2 separate regions of the Drosophila melanogaster genome follow, and region 2 is linked to region 1. The links are chromatin contacts, called in public Hi-C maps. All regions are on one chromosome and are shown on one strand. The core of a region is the stretch at or near the end of the contact, and the rest is flanking DNA. Distances in the headings are between cores, read along the strand shown. Region 1 has its middle 7.9 kb from the start of Or98b. Region 2 overlaps htt (huntingtin).

Region 1 (6,658 bases), core at 1,425-3,924:
GCTGAGTCACTGTCACCGTCACATTTTCATCCTGATCCCAGACCATCGTAGCATCGAAGTCTGCTGCTGTGGCGTTTGGCGTAACTTGGCCGATGATTTCGTTATTGTTCGATTGACAATAAAAAATCAACTGAAAGTTGCAAAAGGCACAAACTGTCATTGAATTTGCGCACACACACAGAGATACACGGCCACATACATGTGCAGGGTCAGGATGGCCAGAATTTGGTTCCGGAGGAGTTGTAAGCATATAAAAATAAGTCGCTTGGGGATTCCCCCCTCAACTTTACCCTAACCAATTCGCCCCTGGTCCACCGAAAAATGTGTATGCAAAAATGCAATAAGCGAGCACAGCTTAAATAAAATGCATTTCAATGATTGCATTTTGGATTAAAGCAACAAACATTCGACAGGGCACAACAATAACATCGAGAACAGTCGACAATTCTTTGTGCAAAACCTGCATACATACTCGTACTATATACAGTACCCCATGCCCATTCCCATGCATATTTATTAAAACTTTTCACTTTGCTTTTTAACGGCAGCCAAATGGAACTGACAGACATTGCATATCTCTCAGCTTGCTGCTCCGTTTAGGTTTAATGAAGTGCAAACAAAAATATTTTCAATTAGAGCCAAGGCAAACCGAACCAAACCAAGCCAAACCGAGCAGCAACCGAGAAAACCAACGACCTAAAACGAAATGAAAAGGTAAAAGTCGAAAATATTTGGGCAGGTGAACAGCAAGTGAACGGGTAAGCAGGTGAAAAGGTGAACAAGTGAGTGGCATGCAAATGCAGCTAGGATCTGCTTCTGGATCTGGAAACCGTGGTGCACTCACCTTAAGCCCGGCTTGCTGTCGGCTTTTGGGCGGGTCAGATGTACGCCCCGTTTCGTGGCCAACAAAGTGCTGTCAGCCAGATGGATTCCCGATCCTGGCCAAAGGCAAAAAGCAGAAGGCTTCCAAATATCGCCAGGATAATCCGGCACACACCACGTGCTTGATTTATGCCAAAAGTCTGGGGCTCCTTCGCCTTTTGTTTGGCCGACGCGTCGACTAAACATTCAATAAATAAGCGAAGGCAAGAAAGCAAATTACGATTCGCTGATGTTTTTACGACAGCGACGTGCCCATTTAAAAGTGTTTTTGATTTGTGTTGCCAGTGCCGCTTGCGGCACATTAAATTTATATCCAAAGATTTCACGCACTCCTAATTTATGTGGCGTGGCCAAAAGTCGTTGTTGCAAGTAATATTCCGTAATATTCCGCCGCCCGGCCAACTTTATTATTATGATATTCATCCATGCCATCACTTAAGCGATGACATTTTTATATGCGACCATCAAAAACAAAAGCGTTTTCGTTCGCAAATTGTTAACATAACGATTTTATGCCAAGGCGTAGCAAATGAAACTATTTCACTAAATAAATGGAAACATGTAAGTGTTTATCGCATCGAGCAGCGTCATTATACGATGCCAAGATGCTACGTACCTTAATTGCAGGGAGATGCTTTACAAGTTTGAAGTTTGTTTTGGATTGTGGCTCACAATTTGTCAGGATTACAAGTGTGCGGCTAGAAAACTGAAGTTTATTTAGCACAAATAAACTGTCCTTATTAAATGTCAACATGGATGCAAAGAATAAGTTTAACCGAAAACTGCAGCTAACTCAGAGCTACGAACTTCTGTTATCCTTTAAAATCAAATTGATCAAAATATTCTGTCCTCACAAATCAATACGAATTTATCTTCTTGGCATCATTATATTACCTTCCCCAATCACTGATATCTTCAATGCAGAATTAAAGTTATCCCTGCACACATCGACCTTCATGAAGGGTATGTATAAGTACCCTTTCGGCCCAACATGCCCCTCCACGCACACGGTACTTCGGCAGCAACAATTTGCAGAAGTTTTCAACTTTCGGCTCGCAATTGTTGTTGCCACTGTGCTGCACCCTCATAAGTATTTTTTGTTATTCGCAACGCTCAGAGTTGTTGTTGCTTTCAGAGTCGCAGGCGTAGACATATAGCCATAATGCTCACCTGAGCGAAAGCACGGCAAAAAATATACGAAAATTTGCATGAAATCGCTTAAGTGCTTTTGCCATAACTTTACAAGAGGAGCGGTTCCTGCGGAGCAAGGACGAGGATCGGCGGGCGTGGAGCTTCAGGGCCCCACAGCAAATGCTGTTGTGAGTTTTGCATAAAAGGCAGCTACAAAAAATTGTTTGGCTGTTGCTCGTCGGGTGTATAAATAAAAAGTTTTGCACATGTGACGAGCAATAAATGCAGCAAATTAAACAGAATTCAACAAATTAAATCCGCAACAGTTATGGGAGTCATTTGCAGCGTTGTTTCCCTCGTTATTTCGCTGATGTACAGCCATTTAAATCTGCCACATCGTTTCGCTGGCGAAAGCTTCCGCATTGAGTGGAGTGTAGTAGTCATCTTTTGTGGCCAGGACCAAACAGCCTTGAGCTGTTGCGACGACACTGAATCAAACTTAGAATAAGCAGCAAATGCTCTCATGTGCTTCCGTGTCCTAGCACTTCCTCCTCCTCCTCCTCTTCTCTTCTTTTTAGCGACCTGTCAAGCCATCCATCTAGCCAGCTATCCATACCCTGGCTGTATCGCCAGCTTCACGTCCTGAAAGCATCTGTTTCGTCCTTCCTCACCTGCAATCCTCTTCATTTGCTGCTTTTCTTCCACTTCTACCTGGCTGCATTGTCTGCTGTGTGTAACTAGCTCCGGGCGCCATGTGTTTTGTAATTTCCTTTCCTCTCCGGACTGTTGCCACTTTCTTGGCTTCACTTCCACAATTCCAGGTGCATTGACCCACTGACACAATCTAATCGCCCACTCAGCTGAAAAAGTAAATGTGAGCGAAAAATGCCATCTAGCATTGAGAAACAGTTAACACAACCTAAAACTCAATCGAAACTAACCATATCTATCTTGCAGATAGATAGTAACATAAACGAAATGATAAGATTACGCAAACAGAGCAAAACCATCATATCTTATCTACAAATAATATGTTGTAGGAGTACCTTTGACGATAAGAAAACTTAAAGATTATTTATATCCCTTTAAATTCATAATTTGATCAACTTATGTTACAATATTTTACCCATTCCCCTGCAAATTAATTTTGAATTTATATGGAAATACGGAAACAATTAAATTTGACAAAATGCACGCTGAAGTGGGTGGGAAATGCGCTGCGTGGCGTGCTGCCCACTGGCCACTGGCCACAACTGAGTGGAAAAACTCAAATGAAATTTAATTAGTGCCAAAATGTGGATACGTTTTCACTAATGACACGGCAAACCAATTTACTTGCGGCTCAGCACGTCGGTCCCTCGACGCCCCACTGTCACTCCACCGCGCATATTTACTAGCATTTATATGTGTTTTGCGGCATTTATGGGGCGAGTTGGTTGGTCTGTGACCCCATGACCCTATCGTTTTAATTCATTGCGTTTGCCGATTCATTTGTTTGTCGTGAAAAGTTTTTGGCAGTTGACCCAACGGTTCAACGGTCCAACGGTGGGCGGTCCAAATTCGCTTGTTTGCTGGGAAGCAAGCAAGCTTATCATTGATTTTATTGGCATAATCAGCGTGAAAATTTGCGTTACAAACTTTTTGGCAAACGGCCACGCCCCTGAATGCGATAAACATTTATCTTCATTATCAAATTTGCGGCATCCCGTTTCGTCTGAAGCCAAGGATTCGGTTGCCACCTCTGCATCCTCGTCCTCGTCCGCGTCCGTGTCCTCGTCCTTTCCTGTTGTCTGTTGGGTTTTTTTGTCGAGCGGTTTGGACGGTCCGGACAGACCGCCTTCGCCATCATCATCATCGTTGGCAGCTTAATGAAAAACTTTTTGCCTCTCGCGCATAACCCTTTTTAATTTTTATTAAGCAGAAAATTGCCTGCCGGCCAGGGTCCTTCTTTCGCCCCAAGTCCTTGGGGGCTGGGAAAATGGTATGGGCACGGCACGGTTCGGTACTGAGAGGAAAAAAATGTAAGCGGAAAGTAGCATAAAAATAACAACAGGCCAAGTGCGTGGCCTTGGCTTCACGGACTTTCGCTGCGCTACCACAGGAGAATAAATTCGAAAATAAGAAGTAAGCCCTTCAAGGATATGGCAGATATAATGGGAGTTCTGGAAATTATGGTATCCCTAAGGGAAAAATATTATTTAAAAATTAAATAAAATTAAAGTACTTAAAAGTATATTGTAATTTAGTTATTAGCTATCACATTTAACTGATATTAGTTAAGATTTAGATTCAAATATCTTGGTATCCGCCTTAAATTAACAACTGCAGCATGCTCGAATTTCCCCTTCGCTTGGCCTAAACCCGATTATATGGCCCGTTTCAGTTAGGCCACTTTGCTTTATCAACTTTTGCCTTGTTTATTTTGCTTTGCATTTTTTGCGTTGTTGTTCTGGTTGTTCTCACAAAATCTTTGGGCCACCATTTTAAGCTGATTCGCAGCGCAGCCCGAAGGAGCGAGCGGCGGTGGGTGGAAAGCTGGGAAAGCAAATTAGGAGAGAAATAATTGCTTTCTTATTAGACCCCGAGTTTGCTCGAAATATTTTCAATCAATGACGAGGACATGGACATTGAAACGAACGCTTTTCCATTGGCTGCACGTGTCGCCTGTTTGCAGTTCATTACTGCTAGCTCATTCATCAGTTGATTGTGTTGCTATTGCATGCACAATGTACATGCCTTGGTGCCACAATGAATATTTAAATAATTCCCCGCTTGCTGCTATGCTACATATACTATATGCTTATTTTTTTTGCAGCGGCAGCATTCAATTTAATTACACGCTTTTGTGAAAAACGATTCTTTGGCCCCCGCTTCACGCAAAGTGTGCTAGTTAATTAAATTTTAATTTTATGTGCCATTAAAATATTTAACCAAATTTAGCAGAGCTTAATAAAACGCTTAATGGTTTATTTAGTTTGGCTAATTGAAATCATTTGCGGCTCCCACGGCGTATGAGTAATGACCGGGCATTAGAAAACTTGCATGTTTTATTTGTTGCGACGTATGTACGGTCGCAATGAAAGCGATTAAAAGGATAATCAATTATACATTATTTATATTTCGCACAAACACACACTCACGCACATGGACGAGGATAAACCGGTGGGGAAATTCGGGAAAATCAGGAAAAGAACTGGTTTAGCACAGCAGGCGGCCTCCTTGTCGTTTTGTAAGCAACAAATTTGGCCACGCTTGCTTATTTAGTTAATTATCGCAGATTACTTGCTCTTGATTATTTTGTACCCATGAAGCTGGAATCCGGTTTCAGTTTCAGTTTCGCTTTCCCAGGGGCTGTAAAGTCAGCAAGTTTGCTCGTTGTCTGGGCGCTTGGTCCCGTCATGTTTACTTATTTTGACGCAGCATGTGGCAACTGCCAGCAGCTCACAGCGGGCCAATGCCAACTTGGATTTTCTTAGCTGACAAACGGAAGGACGAGACCGAAAGACTCTGGAGGACGCAGGACGCAGGACACTTGGCTCAGAGACTCGCAGACTCGGAGACTGTGTGGCTGAAATTGAGTCTGTGGCCGATTCATTTGTAGCGTCGCCATATCAACAATTAAATTAAACGTGTTTGCCCTACCCAAGCGAGCTTAGGCGTTCAATCAGCGTTTGGAAGCTCTGGACGAAGGACGCAGGAGGTGGTGGGCTTGAAGCTGGTTTGGGTTTTGGATGCTCTACAAGAGCTATTCAATGCACGTGCGGCATTTTAAATTACTAATTACCAGTGTTTCAGGTAACATTTGCTTTCACCTGCTTCACTTGCTGGGCCTCGCCCCTTTTCGGTCACATAATTAGGTGCAGCTCGAAAAGGGAATTTTCGCTAGCAAAAGGTAAAAACCAACAACGAAAGTCTGACTGCCATTCAGAGAGAACCAGCTCATTGTGAAGCTTATTAGACCAGCTAGCTAAATGAAATTCCTATGAAATATGAATGTTGTGCAGCTTCACGGCTCTGGAGCCCTTAAAGCAGTTTGCAGGCTACCGGATTTAAAGGTAAGCGATTTGTCAGTCTGCTGGCTGCATATTTCGCAGCCAATTGCCGTTCCACTGATTTCGTTTGCAGCCACGTATTGCGGTCAACATTAACAGGCCGACGAGGCCATCATTATCGGCTTTGGAGCTGGGCAAACATGGTAGCTAGGCACTATCGATTAAGTCCGCGGGGTTTTCGAGCTCATATGAAGGTGGTTTTAGAGGGGTCATTAGCGAAATCCGTTTAAACTCCGCGGTTTTTCCTTTATTTTTCAAACAATTTATGCTGGCTTTAATATTACAAGTATACTATCTTGTACCGACTGTCATCGCTAATCGACGCGCAGGAACATTATCATCATCATCAAGGCAGGGCAGGGCCGGACCGAAAGCGGGCCCCAAACCAAACTCAATTCCCAATCCCATCATGCAGCTGACCATCCTGGTGCACTCGGTGCAGTGCAAATAAATACGCAGGCTGCAGTTGCAACGGCGACCCAAACCGTTCGCATGGCCCGTTGCAAATGAGCGGCAATAAACGCCAAAAGCAGAAAATTCAAGTTAATTACGTTTTTCAATTAAGCACTGGCTCGCCAACTGACCCCCCTTTT
Region 2 (6,658 bases), core at 1,488-3,987, 380 kb after region 1:
AGCGGCACAATTCGCACTGTCATTCGCAGGGCCGGATTCCCCGGCTGCGGAATTTCATTAGCCAACTTTCTGCCACAAAGTATGCTGCTGACTGCAGTCGACTTTTGCGGCCCGCCGACGAGGCACCTTTCGAGCAGCACAATAAAATTTAATTTCCGTATTGTCGGCTTGGTTTTTATTTAAGCATTTCGTTGGCAGCTCTTAACCCGCTCCCCAATCTGCTCTGCTCCTTTACTCCGCAGGTCTTTCGCTCCGCCATCGACTCGTCGTACCTGCAGATGCTCCAGGACTGGCTGATCTGCACCCTGCCAACGTTCCTGGACCAGCCGGAGCAGCAGGGTGTCTGGGGCCTCAGCGTCATCTTTTTATCCGCCTCCATAAATCTGCATTTGATTAAACTATTTCCGCTAGTGCTCGGCATCGGGGCATCCAACTCTGCGGCAGCAGCAACAACAGCGACAACGGCAACAACTGAGGCAGAGGCAGCAGCTCCGGCGATGGCCCGAAAATTGGGTCAACACGAAATTGCATTGTTCGTGACAGCTGCACAAGATTTCCATGCGAAATTGAGTGGCGAGCAGCGGCAGCGTTTCCGCGAGGCCTTCGGCAGCTTCAAGCGAAGTCAAGTCTATGGCCGGATGTTGCAGTGCCTGTGATATGATACGCAGATACCATACCATACGATACGATGCGATGACTAGGTATCGGGTCCCAGCCGTAGGGAAACCCAACTATTTATCTTGCGTTTAATTCCCAATCGCAGCTAAAAATAAAAAGAAAGGAACGCCGAGTTTGGCAGGCGGCTAAACTTGCTGCAAAGACAAGCGCAAGCGTGAATAACTAATTGCCCCAAGCTGCGGAGAAAGTTTAAGCGGATGTCCCTCTTCCTTGCGTTTGTACTACTTCATCAACTCGAAGGACCCTTGCAGACCCCAGCGAATGGAAAGTTTTTTAATAGTTGGCGAATACAAAATTAATTTATGCTTTACATTATGTGTAACTAATATTTAAATTATTGCAAACGAATGTCCGCCACCACGGCCCGCAATTCCTAATCTGGTCGAAAGTTTAACGAGGCCAGCAGCGAGCGACCCGCAATTAATTCCTGCGGCTTTCGACAAGGACCCAGAACACGGAAATTATGTTCTTCTCAGTTTTCGGCTAAAGTTGATCATTTATTTATTATGACGCTGCCTGCTGGGCAAGAAATAGAATACCGGCCGAAGGACGCTAGTGGGCATTAGTATGCGCCTTAGCCAATTGCCGGCTAATTCCCAATCAAAATTACTTAAAAATTCCATTATGCAAACGCAAGCCCCACGCTTTGTACTCCTACTGTAATCAAAATAATAACCATATTGTTTAATGAAATAAAAATTGCTATTAAAACGAGTGCGGAACTGTGTCGTCAGCTACTTGGGGCGTATGGAAATGGAATGTTTGATTTTTGAAATGCATAAAAGCTGAGCCAAGTACTTTGCCAACTAACCGAGAAATTCGTTTTTTGGATTACCGAGCTGTATGCAAATCGGTTCGAACTTTTGCGCTCTTACCTGCCATCCTGGCACATGTAACGTGGATCCGGCTCCTGAGCGTTTTCTACGTTCTACCGTCTTAACAACAAAGCGCATTAAAGTTGACAAAATGTTTCGTCCTCAAACTATCGCCGAAGTGCTGGACTGGAAAAAAAGTTTAACTATCCGAATTTTGCGTGAATATCTGATGCCCTGGGAAGTAGGCAAGCTTATAGTTTGTCATTTGTTTTTATCTTATAAAGTTTTCTTTCGTTATAACATAATTTTGGTCGTTCTTACTAACTAGTATTTTGTTATCCTGCCTAAAATCACAATAAAAATGCAAAGATAAATGGAAATAGTAATTAATTACAAATTTACTGAGGGAAGGTTTATAACAATGAGTCATGGATAAAATTTATATCGAGGGTATTATAACTTGGATGTAGAGTATGCAAATCCTCTCAATGCGTAACGGTTTTGCCGCCTGCGTATGATTGTGTTTGTGTACCGAAATTGACAGATAAACTTTAGCTTCCACTGTGTGTGTGCATGTGTGCGTGCGACAAGGACGGAAGATGGCTTTTGTGTGCATGCAAAGCTTGCCGGAAATTTGCCAGTTCAACGCGAAACGACAAAAAGCCGGTAGAGAAAAAAATGGAGAAGGGAAGTTGCAGCACACACCGAAATGAACTGCAAAGCTGTTCAAAGTTGTTTTTCTGTTTTGGCGCGACCGCATTATGCAATCGAGCGGAGGTGGGCGTGTGCGTATGTCTGTATGTTTATGTGTCTGCCCCCCTCTAACTCCCACGCGCTGGTGCTCTCTCGCTCTGGCGCACTGATTCGATGTCAAGACAATGTGGCTATTGTCGCCATTATGCCGCACGCCAAGAGGCAATTTGGCCAATGCCTTGGCCATAAACTGCAACATTTGGGCTATCAGCATTTGGTTACGCTTCATTTGGCCACAGAACCGTAGTGCCACTCCCCACTCCCCCTTTTGCGCCGCCTCGTGGGCTTAGCAGTGTGAGCATGTGACTGACCGGAAAGCAGGTGGGCAAATTAAGTAGCCGACCCGTATGCCGCCATGACCTACGCTCAGAAGGCGAGTGGCTCGAATGAATGAAAGTAGACTGCGTGGGTGGTGTGCCACTTTCATTCGTTCCGCTTGCTCTCTGTCGCTGTTAACTGTAAACTCACCACTTTTCGGAGTCCTTCTCTTCGCCAGTGCTCTCTTAAATAAGGATGGCCGAAATGGAAACGGGACTGTTACCGCGTAGACTAGGTCAGTGGAGTAACAGTCCCGATTCCAGTTCGTTCCACACACACGTAACCGTGAGTCCTTGTAATGCAGGATGCGCTGCGACAGCACAGGATATGGAGCAATATCTTAATACTCCGATGGCTTTAAGCGGGAAAGCACGACGAGCGGGGCGACAACTGTTACACTCACAGTTATGATTATTGTTATTATGATAATGCCAGCAGCATGAGCAGTCCTTGTTGTTGTTATTCTGCTCAGCTTTGGCGTTATTGTTTGGCTATTTGCTCGGTGGGGAAACGAATTATCTGTGGGGCAAGCGGGTGTCCCAAAGAAATCACTGTAAAAAAGCATCAAATAGGGTGGTTATCAAATAGCGTTTAAAATCAGTTTTGGATTACCACGCTTTTTCCTGAATCGAAATACTAAAAGGTATTTTTGTACAGCTTTTTCCCTTACCAGCAGCCATTTGAAGGAATTTAGTTTTTTCTGAGTGTACACCAGGGCAGCAAAACTTTGGCTAGCGAAGCGTGCGCGTTTATGGCGCCAATAGTTAGTTGCCCAGCTTTATTTTGCCGACTTCCTGGTGCTCTCGAATCGATCCATTGGTTTTCCCGGCTCATTTGCAAAGACACTTGGAGCCCGGTCGCCACCTGGGCCCGCACTCCTTGATGCTCATTTGAAATTTTGATTACGCTGGCAACGCGCCGAAGAGGAACCTGTCAGCGACTGATACGCATTAATTACGTTACCTGGTGTAAAAGGCAACGCCTCGACTCTAGACAGGGCCGCTTATTAAAATTGAATAAATTATGCAAAAGTGCGAGTGGCCAGGCAGCGCGGAAAACGGGAGCCCCCACACACATACATATACTATACGCCTCGGCCCGATCCGCAAGATGGACAACGCATAATTAATTCCGGTCAGTCGCCAGCGTCAAGCGAAATGCAATCAGCATCTTAAGCTGCCAAAGTCAGGACTCCACCGACATCGCAGGACCTTCACGAGGAGTACTACTCACGTCACTCATGTGATGACAGCCCCTGGCTCTCGTTGGAAAGAGATCTCTTCAGGAGGAGATATCATGGGTGGGTAGATGAGGCCCAAGAATAAATGAATGCATGATTGAGTGAATGCGAGTTCGATTGATTGCACAAGTGCCGCAGTCAATCGAGGGCGATTTCAATGTGGCATCGCGAATATTCGACAAGTATATCAATTGCATGTTTCACGCGCCACTAAATACCAATTTAAAAGCCGGCAGCTAAATTTGCATAGTTTTATGCGTATGGTATTAGTTTGTGCAAATACCCCATGAGCTGCAGGCTAACATCTGTCGGTTTTGTTAGCTCCATTCAGTGAAAATCATAAATTGCGTGGTTGTTGTGTTATTTAATTCCTTAACGGTTTACGCAAATAACAAACATGGTTAACAATATGGCTTACGTCAAGGGAGCTTGTATAACACATTGCATTCCGATTAGCATTATAGCATTATATACCATTAAAAATAATTTAGGGAAATTCACTGTCTATAATTATAATGTTTAGTAAACAGTGCAGCCTGTATACACATCCACTTTCAAAAAGTATTATATGTAATGCTACAATAAGAGATAAATAAGCATCGTAGCTCAGTAATACACAAAAGATACAGACAAGCATTTCATTTAATCTAATTCAATATTTACAAAGTCCTTATATCTTAACTCTAGTCATTCGAAGAGCAAAAATCCAATGCAGCGGTCGCTTGCAGTCCATTGATGGATTGGTCCCGGGTATTTATCCACTTGTGCCCTCAAAGATTTGCTGACCCTTAGAGTCCAGTGGTGGAGGTCCTGGCACAGGACGTCTTGCGCGGCGGCGGCAAATCAGATGTGTAGTTCTGGTATCGAGAGGAGCAGTTAACGGCCTGCAGGAACAGAAGGAGAGGAACTGAGAATACTAAGAAAATGTTGAGAAATTGACAGGACTTAATGCGAAAATATACACAAAGTACCGAAGGCCCAGTGAATTCACTGTTCGGCCACAATATTTGATTAATGACGTGTTTTGATGCAGAGTCACTTTGGTGGCGCTTCGTTTGGGGAAAGTGGGAAATGGGGCATGGAGCGAAAGCTATTCCCATGTCAAGGCCCCTGGCTGCGATTGTTGCCGTCGCTTTGCATTTGAATGATTAGATTTGATTCAATATTCAATTATTAAAGTGGTTTGAGGTGTTGAAATGCCGGCAGACAAGCATCGAATGGCCCAGTTGCCTGGCAACTGGGAAGCTGGGATATGCTATTTGGAATCTGTGAACTGGCATCCCTGCCGATTGAGGAGTAAGAGTTTTGCATATAAATGATTTATGAATTTGCGCTTTGATTGAACTGCCTAAAATTGTTGATTAGTGCCTCGTCACAGAGACAGCAACACAGCACAGGGCTCCGGGGAAATGAATTACGGGTTTTGAACCGCCGGCAGTTGCGGTCCTTGGCTTTCCAGGTGCGCTGTGCATTCGCATTGTCTGCGAAAACAGCGGAAAGTTTTAAAGTTGGTATTTCACAACGAATGTGCACCATATTTACTCACAACAAACGTTCAAATAAGTACCTTATTATTTATAAAAAACAATAACGCAATAGTTCAACATACTGATATAAAGGTGGTTAAGTTTAAGAGGCAAAATAAGCACATGCTAGCAGCATACAATATAAAGGTTTTAGCATTCTAAATTAGACTACGTAGACCCAAAAAAAAATAGTAACAAGTTTTATCATTGCATTAATGTAGAGAAAACAAATTTTATAAATATTCCAACGCGTGCCAAACATGTATAAAGAAATATTTAAAACAAATTTACTCCGCCTTACAGTTATGTTTAATAGGTAGTTTTCTCTGAACTCACATCCTGATGCGTCGTTGTCCACATACCAAGTCTATTGGATTGCAAGCCCTATTTGGATGATTTGGTTAAGGAGTGAAAAGGATGAAAGACCAATAGAAAAAACCGACAATTTTGGCTCCACATGAATAAATTACTAATCGAAGGCCAGTCACATGGCCAATTAATCAGATTGACATATTCCCAATCACGTGGTGGCCGGAAATTGCGAAAAAGGCATTCCAAACACGCTCGTGGCGCAAACAGGAACAATAGCGAAAAAAACAATACAAACAGCGGCTCGCAATTTAATTAACGTAATTAATCTAATTTAATGACTTGACAAACACATCAATTAGCGAAAGGCAAACCAAGACAGCATCAGCAGTCCAGGAGTCCAACACAATTTATATGCAAAGTGGCAAAAGCTGTGCCGAAAACGCGGAAAACACGCGAAACCCACGCACCGCAGCGGGAAAACAAATTAAAATATTAAAATTAAGCCACAAAATGATTGAAAGGAAATGTTGTGGGGTAAAAGTAAAATTCTCAGATCGATGAGTACAATGTACTATGTACTTCCCTCGGCAGCTCCTGCTGTGTTCCTTCAGCCGTTTGTGTCTGTTTGTCCCTAAAGTAATTAAAAGTAAGTAAAGCAAAGTCACCCCCTCGTCGGTGGGCGTGGCTGTCCAGTGATTTGCCACCCGCAACGATTTTTTTTTCCAGTACTTTCCTTTTTTTCTTTTTTTTGCGTTTATGCAAATGGCCGCTGACCAAAAGAATTAATGCGTCCCGAAAGTGAGTTGAATTGGAATGAGCCGCAATTCTCGGAGTCCAAAAACTGCGGGCAGCCTGTCAGCCGTCTGTTTTCACTTCTTTTGCGGGCGGGACGAAACATCAACGAATGTCAATGAATTTACAGGGGAATGCTATAAAAAGCCCGACCAAACAAAAAATGTAAAGCCCGTAATTCCCCATTGTCTCAGTGCGTTGCTAATTTGGCCATATCTTTAAAT

The links. Hi-C and Micro-C count contacts between places; a contact is called where the count stands out from the background.
Region 2: a contact with region 1 is called in a Hi-C map of the Kc167 cell line, with 2.2 times the contacts expected there. A contact is called at or near these places in 10 of 107 Hi-C or Micro-C datasets (the Kc167 cell line, the S2 cell line, embryo and 4 more).

What each region holds. Positions count from the first base shown.
Region 1 is chr3R:28,356,852-28,363,509 of dm6, forward strand. No RefSeq gene overlaps it. Among named protein-coding and RNA genes, the nearest start is that of Or98b, 7.9 kb to the left of the region's middle.
Region 2 is chr3R:28,732,959-28,739,616 of dm6, forward strand. It overlaps htt (huntingtin), which reads left to right. Exons shown (of 29, transcript NM_001276112.2): 29 at 243-1,858. The coding sequence ends at 656. AstA-R2 (Allatostatin A receptor 2) reads right to left here. Exons shown (of 4, transcript NM_079820.3): 4 at 4,151-4,688. The coding sequence ends at 4,593. Among named protein-coding and RNA genes, the nearest start is that of AstA-R2, 8.5 kb to the right of the region's middle.